Regions from separate parts of the Sus scrofa genome. Here regions 2, 3, 4 and 5 are each linked to region 1. The links are chromatin contacts, called in public HiChIP or PLAC-seq and promoter capture Hi-C maps. All regions are on one chromosome and are shown on one strand. The core of a region is the stretch at or near the end of the contact, and the rest is flanking DNA. Distances in the headings are between cores, read along the strand shown.

Evidence for each region. Promoter capture Hi-C pulls out the DNA fragments that hold promoters and counts their contacts. HiChIP or PLAC-seq counts read pairs in DNA pulled down with a chosen protein or histone mark.
Region 2: a promoter capture Hi-C map of fetal skeletal muscle shows a contact between it and region 1, with 9 times the contacts expected there. The contact joins the promoter of NOL8 here to the promoter of IPPK in region 1. A contact is called at or near these places in 4 of 5 promoter capture datasets (fetal liver, fetal skeletal muscle and liver), 1 of 47 Hi-C or Micro-C datasets (heart right ventricle) and 2 of 2 datasets of contacts at active chromatin or transcription factors (alveolar macrophages and skeletal muscle).
Region 3: a contact with region 1 is called in a promoter capture Hi-C map of fetal liver, with 2.1 times the contacts expected there. The contact joins the promoter of CARD19 here to the promoter of IPPK in region 1. A contact is called at or near these places in 1 of 5 promoter capture datasets (fetal liver) and 1 of 2 datasets of contacts at active chromatin or transcription factors (alveolar macrophages).
Region 4: a contact with region 1 is called in an H3K27ac HiChIP or PLAC-seq map of alveolar macrophages. The contact joins the promoter of IARS here to the promoter of IPPK in region 1. A contact is called at or near these places in 2 of 5 promoter capture datasets (fetal liver and fetal skeletal muscle) and 2 of 2 datasets of contacts at active chromatin or transcription factors (alveolar macrophages and skeletal muscle).
Region 5: an H3K27ac HiChIP or PLAC-seq map of alveolar macrophages shows a contact between it and region 1. The contact joins the promoter of ZNF484 here to the promoter of IPPK in region 1. A contact is called at or near these places in 2 of 5 promoter capture datasets (fetal skeletal muscle and liver), 2 of 47 Hi-C or Micro-C datasets (heart right ventricle and retroperitoneal adipose tissue) and 1 of 2 datasets of contacts at active chromatin or transcription factors (alveolar macrophages).

Annotation. Positions count from the first base shown.
Region 1 is chr3:42,366,771-42,369,470 of Sscrofa11.1, reverse strand. IPPK (inositol-pentakisphosphate 2-kinase) reads left to right here and starts at 1,309. Exons shown (of 13, transcript XR_002342483.1): 1 at 1,309-1,559.
Region 2 is chr3:42,051,674-42,054,373 of Sscrofa11.1, reverse strand. NOL8 (nucleolar protein 8) reads left to right here and starts at 1,325. Exons shown (of 17, transcript XM_013995776.2): 1 at 1,325-1,664; 2 at 2,636-2,700. CENPP (centromere protein P) reads right to left here and starts at 1,008. Exons shown (of 8, transcript NM_001315813.1): 1 at 899-1,008. The coding sequence starts at 1,005.
Region 3 is chr3:42,632,068-42,634,767 of Sscrofa11.1, reverse strand. It overlaps CARD19 (caspase recruitment domain family member 19), which reads right to left and starts at 1,252. Exons shown (of 6, transcript NM_001244277.1): 1 at 1,126-1,252. The coding sequence starts at 1,132.
Region 4 is chr3:42,021,232-42,023,931 of Sscrofa11.1, reverse strand. It overlaps IARS (isoleucine--tRNA ligase, cytoplasmic), which reads left to right and starts at 1,322. Exons shown (of 33, transcript XM_021086986.1): 1 at 1,322-1,459.
Region 5 is chr3:41,917,403-41,920,102 of Sscrofa11.1, reverse strand. ZNF484 (zinc finger protein 484) reads left to right here and starts at 1,269. Exons shown (of 2, transcript XM_021086980.1): 1 at 1,269-1,485. The coding sequence starts at 1,284.

The DNA.
Region 1 (2,700 bases), core at 60-2,559:
ATTAAAATGTCACGCTTAAGGTGCGTCACTCAAGAGTCAATGAAAACTATTCCTCCAGTAGGCAGATAGGCTAGGGGGGTCCCTAGAAAAAAAAAAAACAGGCATGGTTTTCTTAGCATAAGAGAAGCCACTTTTGGCCAAGGGCTGCACCTGTGGCATATGGAGGTTCTTAGGCTAGGGGTCCAGTCGGAGCTATAGCTGCCAGCTTACATCACAGCTACAGCAACACCAAATCTGAGCTGCATCTGCCACCTACACCACAGCTCACAGCAACGCTGGATTCCCAATCCACTGAGTGAGGCCAAGGATCGAACCTGCATCCTCATGGATACTAGTCAGATTCTTTTCCACTGAGCCATGATCGGAACTCCCAGTGATAATGATCTTAAGGGGACAAAAAAACAAATTGGTATCAGGCAAGAGAAATAACAACAGCAAGAATAAATTGGCTGCAGCAAAGATATATCAATTATAAAGACTCCCAGTTCTGTTTAGGACTTGAATCAACTAAAGCTTGGGCTCTGTGACTGCCCAAGCCCCTTCATGACTATGCATCTACCCTTATTTTAAAACTTCCTCATTTTTGCTTTATGGGGAGACACTGCTTTGGGAAAGATCCCTGATGTTCGCCTTAGTTGCTGCAAGTAATAAATCCTCCCTTCTCCCACTATGGCTTTGTTGTGTCTTTTGGCTTGACACCCACCAAAAGGTGAACCCAGTTTTTCATGCAACGTTTCAGCAAAAGCACCACTTAGGAGTCCACTTGCCTCTTTGAGCCATACTTCCTCATTTGTAAGGTGTGGATGACGGTGTTTCCACCTCCTGGGACCACTGGGATGTTTCTGCATTCGGTAAGAAGCAAACGGTGGTATTAACGCCACAAGTGAGAAACGTACCCCATTCTACAAAAAAGAAGGCTGAGACGCCAAGTACCTTGGTGAAGCCCCATGGCTGAGCAGTCTCCAGCCGTAGCGACCACCCACCCTGGCCCGCTCCCGGCATCCTTCCCAGCACCCGGCCTGCCTGAATGCCAACCCCGCCCCCCCTCCCCACTGGGACCCCTGGTTCCCAGCTCTCGGGGACCGCTACACCCACCCCAGCCCGCTTATATCCCTGTTCCACGCCGAGCCTGTCCCAGGCTCTTCCGCTTGCATCACTTCCGGCGCCATCCGGAAACCTCCCTTCCGGTTCCGCGCTCCGGAAGTGGGTCACTGTACCAGAACCTAAGATGGCCGCCAGCCCATCTGCCACACTTGTCACTAGAGAAGAAGCTGACGCGAACCCGGAAGTTGCCCGGCTTAGTCATGGAGCTGCCGGGGGCGTGGCTTCCGGCGGCCCGCGCCTGCGAGTCGGGGCAGCTGGGTCTAGCGAAGGCGGCGGCTGACAGGCGTTCTTCCCGGGACTGTGGCGGCTGGTGCCCAGGCGAACCAGCGGCCCCCAGCTCGCGGCCCCGCGAGGCTCCAGGGCCGCACCGGGGAATGGACGAGGGGAAGATGGACGAGAATGAATGGAGGTACCACGGTGAAGGCAACAAGAGCCTAGTGGTGGCCCATGAGCAGGTGAGGAATGGACTGTTGGCGCGGTTTGAGGTCCTCACCCTGTCCCCGGTGGGTTCCCTGTCCCCAGGCACCCTCTCCGCTTAAGTCGGTTCCCCATCCCCCCCGGCGCCCACTGCCTCCGGGTCAGTTTCCCAGTAGCCCTCTCTCTGTCGGTTGCTCGTCCTCCCGGTGTCATCGCCCCCGGGTTAGTTCCGCGTCTCCCCAGCATCACCCTCCGTTGGGTCGGTTCCTGGTCCCCCTTGTGTCACCCCCTTCTCCCCGGGTCGGTTTCGTGTCTCCCCAGCTCTCTCCTCCCTCTAGGTGGGCGCCATGTCTCCCCAACACTCCCCTGCCTCCACATCGGTTTTCCCTTCCCCCAGTCACCTCCGCCCCAGGTCTGTTTGGTGTCCCTCTAAAGTCCCCGACCCCGGGCTCACATGGTGCTGCCTCCAGTTGCCCAGTTGGGATGAGGCCGCCCGGGCTAGCTGTAGGCAGGATGGAGAATACGGGCAAGCTCAGGAGGAAGAAACCGAAGTGCTTGGGTGCTGTTACCTCCCAACATCTAAGTTCAGCCTCTCAGACGCAGGGAATTGCTGATGTCCCGCTGCTGTTGCTAATATTAGTGGAGCATTGTCCACAGGTTCTTCTCCAGAATAATTTAGAATTTATAGAATTTCTTTTGTAATTCAGTGAGGATGAGAGTTTTGGAGTGTGCAGTAAGAACTCCCATTGAGGTGAATCCAGGAAAAGAAGCTTGTGGATTTGTGTGAAGGATCAGATTCTTTAACATCTTGCTGTCTGATACAACCAGGCAGGAATGTGGTGGGCTGGGGGAGGAGCATAGGTGTCACTGAGGGCTTAAGAGCGTGAGAGTTGCAGTCACATAGAGCTGGGCAGAATCCCAGTTCTACCACTGCCTGGCTTAGGCTCAGTTTCTGCATTAGCAAAGTGGAACTAGTAACAGAATCCCTTTTGCAAAATTGCCAGAAAGATGAGGAGCTGGACAAGTTATGCAGGAGATAACTATCATCCCCCTTGGACTCAGCCATTGAGAGCACTGCTCCATCCATCTAGCATTTCCTGTGGGGTGGTGTGGGAACTGGGTATACCCTGCTCCTGAGCTTGGTGCACTGGAGCAGCTATAGGATAAGCTGCAGTCACC
Region 2 (2,700 bases), core at 76-2,575, 320 kb after region 1:
TAAGATGCTACTGCTCTGCAGCACACAACACTCCAGCTATTTCTACCCCTCAGTTCAAAGGGCTCTGTTCCCCTTTAGACAGGGAGTTCCCCCACCTCTGCTACTGGGATGCTTCCCTACCTGCGGGTATTTGACAATCATCTTTGCAGCTTTTGCCAAATTCTCCTACAAACTATATTCCTTTTTTTTTTTAACCTGAAGCACCTGAAGCATATGAAAATTCCAGGGATAGGGGGTCTAACTGGAGCTGCAAATGCAGGCTGATGCCACAGCCACAGCAACACCAGATCCAAGCCGCATCTGTGACTACATACCAAGCTTTCAGTAACGGGATCCTTAACCTACTGGGCCAGGCCAGGGATCCAAGCTGCATCCTCACCAAGACAAGGCTGAGTTCTTAACCTGCTGAGCCACACGGGAATTCCTTATCTATTTTTCTTACATCAACTTACTTTTTTTAACCTAAATTATTTCTCAGAGGAAATCACCTGTCACTAACATAAACGAAAAACCAGTAAATCAGTATCAATTGTCACAGTTAAGTGACCTATAAAAACAAATAACATGAAAACAAATAGTCATTAAATCTTAACTAGATACTGCTGCCTACTAAAAGCAAGGTTGCTAAGGAAATAAGCAAGGCTTTCACCTAGATAGTTATCAGCAAGAGAAAGAGAACTGAAAGAAAAACACCTTCCCCCTGACTGCGATTAAATCGGTTAATACACGGTAAGCGTTTACAATGCGGCCCACGCGTGGACTCCTCACTCTTAGCTTTGTAGATAATGAGTTCCAGCCCACGTCTGGTGCTCGGGAAAGTCTGTGACCGACGGAGGTCCGAGAACCCGGAGTGGAGAGATTTTCATCCTTCCCACCGAGTCTGAGGAAGGCCACGTACCGGACTGGTGAGGTGTCTTCACCCGGCGCCGGTAGCTCCACGCACGCCCGCCTCAAGGCCTTGATCTCGGCTTCCAAGGCGTCGGCCTCAGCGCGAAGGGAGTCCATGGTGAGGCACTGACAAGAAACTGCCTGGTGGAAGCGCGCCACCGCCCGCTCTTCAAGCCTCGCGCGCGGATGGCGCGAACCATCCCAGAGATCGGCTGGGGAGGCAGGGGAACGGCGCGCGATCCCCTCGCACATACCCAGCGCTCGTAAGCATCCGGGGACCGTTGCTGTCCCTGTGTACTAGTTAACGGCTGTCCCTCCGCAGTCCCTACCTACACTTCAAGAGGTTAATTCCCTCTAACCCGAAGGCCAAGGATGCTGCTGTCCACCCCCGACCCAGAGGCGGCTGGAAGCAACGAGGATGCCTACGTCACAGAAGAGGAGGTTCCGGGAGTGCTGGAACCGAGAGCCTCTGTATTTTTCTCCCCTGCCCCACTTCCGCCGACTTCATCCAGGAGAACACAAAGCGATGACCCTCTTTAGTGTGAATTAGGGAATTTTAGTTTGGGGTCTTTTGCAGAGGTTGACGCAGGGTGACAGGCATCGAGGTCGCTCAGAAGACTGCAGACGAAATAAAGAGCACTGGGGTACTGAGTTTTGTAATGGAACCTTAAGATGCTGGGTTGGAAATAGAGGAGGAAGGAAGAGAGATGGCACTTGTTGGGACACGTGACTAGAAGTCAGGGCCCTAAGCAGCGCTCGACGTAGAGGACGAAGTGGTGAGGAGTGGGTCGGGGCAAGCGATGTCACGGGACAAACTGGCCTACCTTCTCTCTGCTCGCCTTTTGTTCTCAGAGGAAGGAGGCTAGGGCGGGTAGGTTGGGGGCGGCGGAAGCTACCAGTAAATTGTAGATGGCTGCCGGCTCGTGCCCAGACCGGAGCCATGCTCTGGGCTCTTGGGCGCTGTTTTGGGGTCTTTGGGGAGGAGACTGTCAGTTTGGGAGGAGGAGCCGGCTGGGAGCTGAGGCTGCCGGGTCCTAAACTGAATTGGAGATCTCACGACGGGCCTCAAATCACAGAAGAGTTTCCGAGTCGCTTCTGATCCAACAACCTCCCTAGTATAGTGTTAAGAATTACAGGTTCTGAAATTACACTTGGATTATAATCCTGGCTTCACAGCTAATTCTCTGAATGGCATTCGGAAAGTGACTTCACTTACCCTGATAATCTGAAAACCAAATGCCTGCAAACTGCTTCATACAACGCTGGCACATAGTGCCTTAAAAAAAAAAAAAAAAAACAAAACTATGTTAGCGGTATCAATTGCTCTTTGTGTGCCTGAACAACACTGTAGATATTTCTATTGTGACATAGTATTGCAGTACTTTTGCCTGCCTCTCATAGCACTATGGGGTATTAACCTGCCCCATCCCATTCCTGGCAGCGTTTGTTAAAATGAATAAATGAATGTATGAATGAATAAAGGAAAAACACCTAACAATATGGACAAGTAAAAAGAAGGGTATAATATTGTGATCATTTAGAGGGAAAATAATTGCCTGTACTTGTGTCTATGTTGAGGTGCTGTTCCAAAATGCATTCATGGAGGGCTTCAACAGTCTCCAGGGATAAAATTTGAAAGCAGTAAAATAGGAAATGAAACACATGTCCAGGCAACTGGTTTGATATAGAAGGTTCAGGGAAAAGGGTTGGGGTTGGGGTTATTTTAATTTGTTTTGTTTTGTTTTAGATTTGAGAAGATATAAGGGAAAGAACTCTTCTCTGTAGACAGAAAATTATTTTTTCCACTGGAAC
Region 3 (2,700 bases), core at 3-2,502, 270 kb before region 1:
TACTTAGAAACAGCAGCCACAGATAAAAAGGGTTCAGGGAGATGAGAACAGAGTGCATAACTGCTAGGGTCCCTTCTGGCTTCGGCTGGGACACTGATGTCCTGGAAATCACCAGGTTCCTGCCCAAGAAATCCTATTTGTGTGCAGGACTTGGGCTGGGTCTCCAGTGAGTGTTGGGGAGAGAACAGGGACTTCTGGGAACTCCCTGACCCCCTGGGCTACCCCTAGGTGACTTCTGCCTCATGAAGCAGAATAGTGGGGCCCTTGAAATGAAGTATCGCTTCTGGGAGCCACCACATTCCCTGACCACACTGTCATGGGCTCTGTCACCAGCCTGTCATTTTCATGGAGCTTCTCCTACAGGAGAAGGTCTACAGAAAAGGGCCACCCTGTTCAGTTAGGGTCAGGAAGGCAGTGGGCAGGTCCAGAGAGGTCCTGGGTGGGGTAGAGTGGATTGAGGGTAGGGGTGGGGGGTGTAGGTTGCTGGGCTGGAGACCCTGTCCTGGAAAAAGATGCTGGAGGGCCTTAAACAATCCAGTATGGAGCGCAAAGCGTGTGCACAATTCTCCTGGGCCTGTCCCCACTGGGCAAGGGGTGCAGAATGGGAGGTACCAGAGATTCCCCTGACTACCAACCACTGCCCAGGAATGAACCACCTGACGCCATTCTCAGTCTATTATCTCCTGATAGGAGCACATAGTAGAACCCAGAACCTAAAAGAGTATTCCTCGCACACCTTTGACTTTAACCTCCCACTGTCAGGCCACATCCCCAGCCCAGAATCTCCTGACCCACAGACATGCACTGATCCCTGCCTTCCCGACACCACCCAAGACCTGGCCCCCACTCACTAGAACCTTCCACGGCATGCCCTGGCCTCACCCCTCAGAACCATCCCAGGCCCAGCCTCTGTCGCCCAGAACCCTCCAGAGCCTGGCCTGGCCTCGTCCCCCAAGAAACTGGCCCCAGGCTGCACGCCGCTTTGCCGCGGTCCCGCCGTCACGGGCAAGGTCACTCCCGTCGCAGCGAGGGGCCTCCCCTGGGGTGGTATCGGGACACCGGACCCTACGGGCCACCGTGGCCGCGCGCCTGTCCCTGTCAGGCACGACCCCGGACAGCGCTCACCTGTCATGGCGGCGGCACAGCGTGCACCCAGCCGGCCCGTCCCCCTGCCGCCGTCTGTCTGTCTGGTTGTCCGGTCCGCTGCCCGTCAGCCCCGGTGACCGCCGCCCGCCCTGGCCCGCTCTTTCCCGGCGGGCCCCGCCCCCAGCATCATCGCGACTAAGTCCTAACCCTGCCCCTCACTTAGCCCGCCCTCTCCCGTTAGGCCCCGCCCACGGCGTCGGCGCCATCGCCGCCATCGCCGCCAGGGCTCTAAACGCCGCAGCTCCCTCCAGCCTGGTTTCCTAGCGCGTGGGAACAGACGCCGCTAGGAGCCCTTAGCCCCGCCCCGCACTGAGCCCGCCCCTCCCACTAGGCCCCGCCCACGGCGTCGGCGGCGTCGCCTCAAGGGTTCTAAACGCCGTACCTCCCCCGCAGCCCCGCTTCCTAAGGCGTGGTAATGGACGCCGCTAGGGGCCCTCGGCCCCGCCCCTCACCGAGCCAGCCCTTCCGGGCGGCCCTGACTTGGCTCTGTCACCGCTGGCGCTCTAAACCCACCCACACTGAGCCCACCCCCGCTGGCGCCACTACGCCTCTGCCACAGTCCTGCATCCCGCCCCTCTCTGAGCCCAGGAAGCCTTGGGCCTCATTCTTGCCAGGAAGAGATGCCCTCAGCTCCGCCCCTCACAGAGTTCCTCCCGCACCCCGCCTTTTCCCACGTGGTCCCGCCCCCAGTCTAGCCCCGCCCCTTTCGGCGCATGTCCTTTGCCGCTGCATCCTGAGCCCCGGCCCTCGCCGGATCCTCTGGGGCAACCTCGCGGGTCTCCTCCTCACTCCTCCCCGACCCCCCACCTTGGACCCGCTCTTGTTCCACCCTGTCTTGGTCTAGGGTGGGGGTAGCCAAGCTCCGGACCCCGCTAAGCGTTTCTGGACACGGTCTGCCATGCCATTGCCGCCACTCCTGGAATGAGGAAACTGGAGAATGGGTGCATTTGTCGGCTGGAAACCCCAAAATTCTTGGGCCGAGTCGTAGGAGGTCACCACACGGGCACCGTCCCTTCCTCAAACGCTGGGAGTGAACCTGGCCTGGCTTAACTGAGAGCCCAGCCCCGTCCTACCCCAGGCTACCTCAGACCTTGAGACAACGGGGTAGGAGGTCCGGGTAACCTGACTTGGCAGTGCGTTAGTGCAAGTCCAGGCCCTTCCTCTGCAAGCCGCGCACAGGCCACTTAGGGGCCTCCCGGACGGGGCCTGTTGTCCACTGGTGGAATGGCCTGACCCCCACCTCCATTATTTTGCATCTTTCATCCTGGATCATGGCTTTGCGGACAAAAAATGTTACCTATCATCCCAGTAAATAATGAAAGTTACCCGCCGTCAAGTCTTTAGCCACTACGCCACCACCACCACCCGAGGGGAATTTAAGATAGAGGAAAAACAAGTTACCGGCCCTGGATCATTAAGATGCATATCTAAGGAATACTTTTATTGAGGGAGATTCTAGCATCTTCGCAAATGTAGAAAAGCACATTAACTTGAGGTGTAATCTTTTGATGTTCAACTACTTTGGGTGTTTCGTTTTTTTCTTTTTTCAGCAAA
Region 4 (2,700 bases), core at 73-2,572, 350 kb after region 1:
ATAGATAATAAAATGAACTGACCAAGGTGGCAACTTGAGGAATTTGAAAATTAAAACTCATTCCAAGTACTGCTAGTTAATAAGAGTTCCCCCTTTGGGCAAGGATGTGAAATCCCTTACTCTGACCCCTTTAGGGTGTTCCTAAACCCTAAATAAACTGGTTATATAAACCATAAGTGACTTGAATGAATGCTACACAGACTATCAAAATGTTCTTAGTGAAGCTTATCAACATGTTTTATACATATTCTCAGTCAGATGAGTTTTTTTCCCTGTCCCTCTATCTGATACACTACAGTTACATATATAATCACTCTTAACTTTGTCAAGAGCTAAAATTTAAAATTTCCTTCATAGTGTCTACTGCCAATGCCTGTTGTTTTCATGGCTCCGGAGTCCCTTTGGTTTTTGACCAGGAGATCCAGAATGTGCTGGGCAGACTCACAGCAGTGATAATAAATATATGTTAGCAGACAAATATGCAAATATGTTGTTTTCAATATAGGAGACCTTAAGATGCAGTAATTATAAAGTTTGTCAGACATTTCCTTCCTTTTTGTTACAGCTCTCCATGTGGCTGTTTAACGTAATTTCTGCAGTAAAATTCATTAGAACTCTGGAGGTGGCACTGAAGAACACAGAAGAGGCTTCCCTGAACACCACAGACCATCAGTGCTTCAGCTCCTCCCAGACTTTCTGCAGCTTCTACATTTCCCTAGGAAGTAGGAGTGTCCTTTTAGATAGGCAGGTCAGGAATTTTAGTGTGCAGCAGAATTATACAGGATGCCTGTTAAAATGCATATTTTTGTCACTCCAGGGTCTCAGCAGACCTAGTGCGTGCCCCAAGACTCTGCATTTTTGCAGATTCCACTACACTAAAAAATAGCCCTAATGCTAGGGCTGCTTTACTTAACGGTCACTTAGGAAAGCAGCCTGGAGACTGAACACTCACAGCCGCACAGTTACTGAGTCCACTGTCACTGGATTTGGTTTATGCCTGGTGAGATTGACTTATGTTCTGTATACAGTGAGGTGAAGACCGGCAACGGGAAACGCCCGTATAAAAACATCCAGTCACTATGCACAACATCGGCCTCCTCCCAGTGCCCCTCCCCAGTCAGTCCCCACCCCAGAGGCCACAAAACGGTCCTGTCTACCACCGTCGCCCTTGTTGCGTTGAAGCACCCAGCACGTCGCCGCCACTCACTGGCAGCTGTCCGGGGAGTCGCACTGCCGCTTTCCCAGAGCACACCGCAGTGCAGGTCGGGTGGGCGTGACCCGGGACCCAGGCGGCCAGTTGGCGCCCTGCTTGTTGATAGGTGTGAATCGGAGCTCTCTGATTGGCCGGTGCAGACCGCCCCGCTTCTCCTCGCCTCATGCTTTCAGAACATTGCATCACCTCAGGCCGTCTGGCCCCGGCGTAAGATTTTTGAGGTACTTCGGTCCGAAGGCCCCTCAGGTACGATAGGGGATCTTCAGGTCACCCCGTCCTGCCCGCAGGGACTCCCTAAGGTCACTCTGTCCTGCCTACGGGCCCCTCAGGTACGCCCCTTCCTGCCCAAGGAGACCACACAGAATTTTAAAAAAATATTTCTTCTGGTCTGTGCGTTAGTTTCGTGCAAATCTGTTTCCAAGGGAAAGATGGGGGGTGGCGGCCCGGTCTAAGTGGAGCGAAAGAACTCGGGCTCCGGCAGCAATCCTGGTTTGGCTCGCGGGCGGAGGGTTACATCTCTTGGAAGGGCCTCATATTCAGCCTCGGGTTCTGGTAGTGCTTAAACCGTGGTGTGGTTCTGGGAATTTGGTGTTACCGAGCTTGCTGGAGAGCTTCAGAAGGTGGACGAGATTACTTGGACGGCTAGGTGTTCTTAAGAAAAAATTCTTAGGCTTCCTTGAAGGAGCCTTTATTGCTGGGTGTCTGAGGCTAGAGGGAAGTGAGCACAGCATCCCCGGTCCTCGGCCCTTACACAGTATAATAATACAGTATTCTAAGTGCACAGAGGAAGAAGACAGTTCTAAAGTGGAATCTGGGGGGTGGGAGAAAGAGAACGCTTCTCAGACACTGCAGTGGGTTTGGGGCCTTGAAGATGATTAAGAACTGTGGGAGAAACTCCAGGAGACCATAATGTAAACTATAACAGGATTTTAGGTTTGCGTGATTCAGGAGATGGGAAATTGGTGTAGTAACTGCACCTTAGGGTCTGTGTGAGGAACTAGTGGGAGATGATGCTTAGCTTCCAGCTTTATGAATTTATGATTTTCTTCCTGAATGAAGCGTTTGAAAAGAATACAGAAGAGGTTTTTATTAGATGGGACAGTATTACTTGGAGCATTCATTCAGGTTTTTCAGAGAGCTCAGGAAGCATGAAACCAGAGACAAAGCAGTTGATTTAGGGATCTCTTGTAATATGTTGAACTTTTAAAAAACAAATTTAAAAAGTAAATATCAGTAAGATGGTGGACAATATATTCTCTTCCCAAGTGATTAAAGAGTGAATTAAAGGGAAGAAAAGGCAGCTAAATGTAGATTTGGAGTTTCTACTGTGGCACAACGGTTTCCGTGGCACCTCTGCAGCTCCTGGACGCAGGTTCAATCCCCAGCCCAGCACGGTGGGTTAAAGGATCCAGTGTTGCCCATCCTCAACTGCGGCTTGGATCTTATCCTTGAGCGGGGAACTCCATATGCCGCAGGGCGGCTAAGAA
Region 5 (2,700 bases), core at 20-2,519, 450 kb after region 1:
AAGTAGTGGTGAGAGAAAATTTTATACTACTAAATGTTTACATTAGAAAAGAATAGGAGTTCCTGTTGTGGCTCAGTGGTTAACGAATCCGATTAGGAACCATGAGGTTGCGGGTTCGTTCCCTGGCCTTGCTCAGTGGGTTAAGGATCTGGTGTTGCCGTGAGCTGTGGTGTAGGTCACAGATGTGGCTTGGATCTGGTGTTGCTGTGGTTCTGGCATAGGCTGGCAGCTACAGCTCTGATTGGACCCCTAGCCTGGGAACCTCCATATACCATGGGAGTGGCCCTAGAAAAGGCAAAAAGACAAAAAAAAGAAAGAAAAAAAAGAAAAAAGAAAAGAAGAAAATCCTCAAATCAATAACCTAAGTCCCCACGTTAATAAACTAGAAGAGGTAGAGCAAAATAAAAGCAAGAAGGAAGGAAATAATAATGAGCAGAAAACAATGAAATAGAAAAAAGAAAAAACAACAGAAGAAACAAAACAATAAGCTAGTTCTATGGAAAGGGTGATAAAATTCACAAGCCTCTTGAGACATAAACTACCAAAAACAGGACTGAAATATAAGATACCACTGTAGAGCTATCTGAGAAACTGTCTCCCTGGTTGCAATTTTCAGTTTGGCTCAAATAAAACTCTCGTATAGGAGTTCCCATGGTGGCTCAGTGGTTAACGAACCCAACTAGTAACCATGAGGTTGCAGGTTTGATCCCTGGCCTTGCTCAGTGGGTTGAGGATCTGGCATTGCCAAGAGCTGTGGTGTATTTTGCAGATAAGGCTCAGATCCCACATTGCTGTGGCTGTGGTAGGCCAGCAGCCGTGGCACCGATTGGACCCCCTAGCCTGGGAACCTCCATGTGGTGCAGGTTCGGCCCTAAAAAGACAAAATAAATAAATAAATAAGTAAAAATAAAAACATAAAAAAACCTCTCGTATATTCTTATCATAGATTATTTACTGATTATTTCCATCAGAAATCAGGAAGTTTTCAGTGCAATTAGATTTATGAGATTTGCGTTATGGGTCAGATTATGGTATCTCTTGGTAAATGCTTCATAGGTGCTGAAACGGAATATTTTATTCTACTGCTTGAGAGTGAAGTGTTTTATGCTTGCCGATTCAATATCATTGGTTGATGGTGTTTTGAATCTACAGGAGTACCGGAAAAGCCAGGGGCTGCTTGGGTGACCAACTCTGGTTGTTTCCGACTTACTTCCAGGAGACATATCTCTGCTCTACCTTTCTTCCTGACAACTCCGAACCACACAAATCCTCATCACTTCACCATGGCTGCCCACAGGCTTGAGGTACTCCATGGACGCTGCCATATTGGCATCGAGTCTCACCCCTTTAGAGGGGGGCGGTGTTTCTCAAGGCGCCATGTTGAGTACTGGCAGTGTTCCTCGAAGAAGCCACTGCTGAGCATGCGCACACCCGGGCGGCGCCTGAAGAATATCGCAAGGACAGGGAGGGATCCAGAAGGAGGAAGTGGGTACCCTTGTAGCTCTTCTAATTAAATGACTACTATCCTGAAAGAGGGTGGCTGAGAGGCTGGTGAATGCGGAGAGCGTAGAAGGTGCGGGCGGTTGCTGAGTGAAGGAAGAGGCGTCTCCGACGTCCGTGATGAACAGTCGGATCAGTGATGGAGGCGGTCAGTAGATGGAATAGTGGGGGTCGATGTGGTCGTGACAGTCGCTTCCTGGAGGATTGACAGAGTCTGCGGGGTCTCTAATGGTGGATTCTTGGAGGCATGGGGTGGGAGCGTTGGGGTCTGTGATGGTGGATTCCCTGGCGGAGTGTGATGGAGTTCCTGTGGGATTTTTGAGGCTGGATCGGTGAGCGGATTCCTGGATTCTGTGCGGTCCGTGGGGAGATAACCGTGGGGCCTGAGTAATGAAGGACATCAGGAGGAACCGCTGGGCTGAAGCATGGTTTTCAGCTTAGCCTTATACCTTATTAGTACAAAGAAAATACATCAATCGGGCCGGGGTATATTCTTTTAAGATTTCAAATGTGACAGATTTAGTACCTGTACAGCAGCGCCCTGGTGTCTCTTCAAGGGAGTGTTAACACTGGATGCCATAGGAAGGGAATTATTTATTATTATCTTTGAAATAGGCTTCTTTACCTTAATGGTTAAAGCAGATGTGCCCTGTGTGTTTACAGGCTGTTTTGATTCACACAGAGTTCAGGCTGAACCACGAATAAAGCCAGAATGACCTCCCTATACCTCAGTATGTGAAATTTTTCTTTATTATTCTCATGGCACATTTTTCTAGAGATTTAAAAGATACATTGTGGAGTTGCTGTTGTGGCTCAGCGGAAACAAATGTGACTAGTATCCACGAGGACACAGGTTCTATCCTTGACTTGCTCAGTGGGTTAATGATCCGGCATTTTGGGGAGCTGTGGTGTACGTCCGAGATGCAGCTTCCACCTGGCGTTGCTGTGGTGCAGGCTGCTGCTACAGCTCTGATTCGACCCCTAGCCTGGGAACTTCCATATGATACAGGGGCAGCCCTAAAAAGATTGAAATAAAATATAAAAAAATAATTAAAAAGATATATTGCCATCAGGTTACGTATGTATATCAGTTTACCTAATTTGTGATCCTGTCCGTATCCAGGTTAGTAGGTACTTTGTCATTACTAATATTTATGTATTTTTCTTTCCCTTTTTTATTACGGCATCTTAAGGTTTATT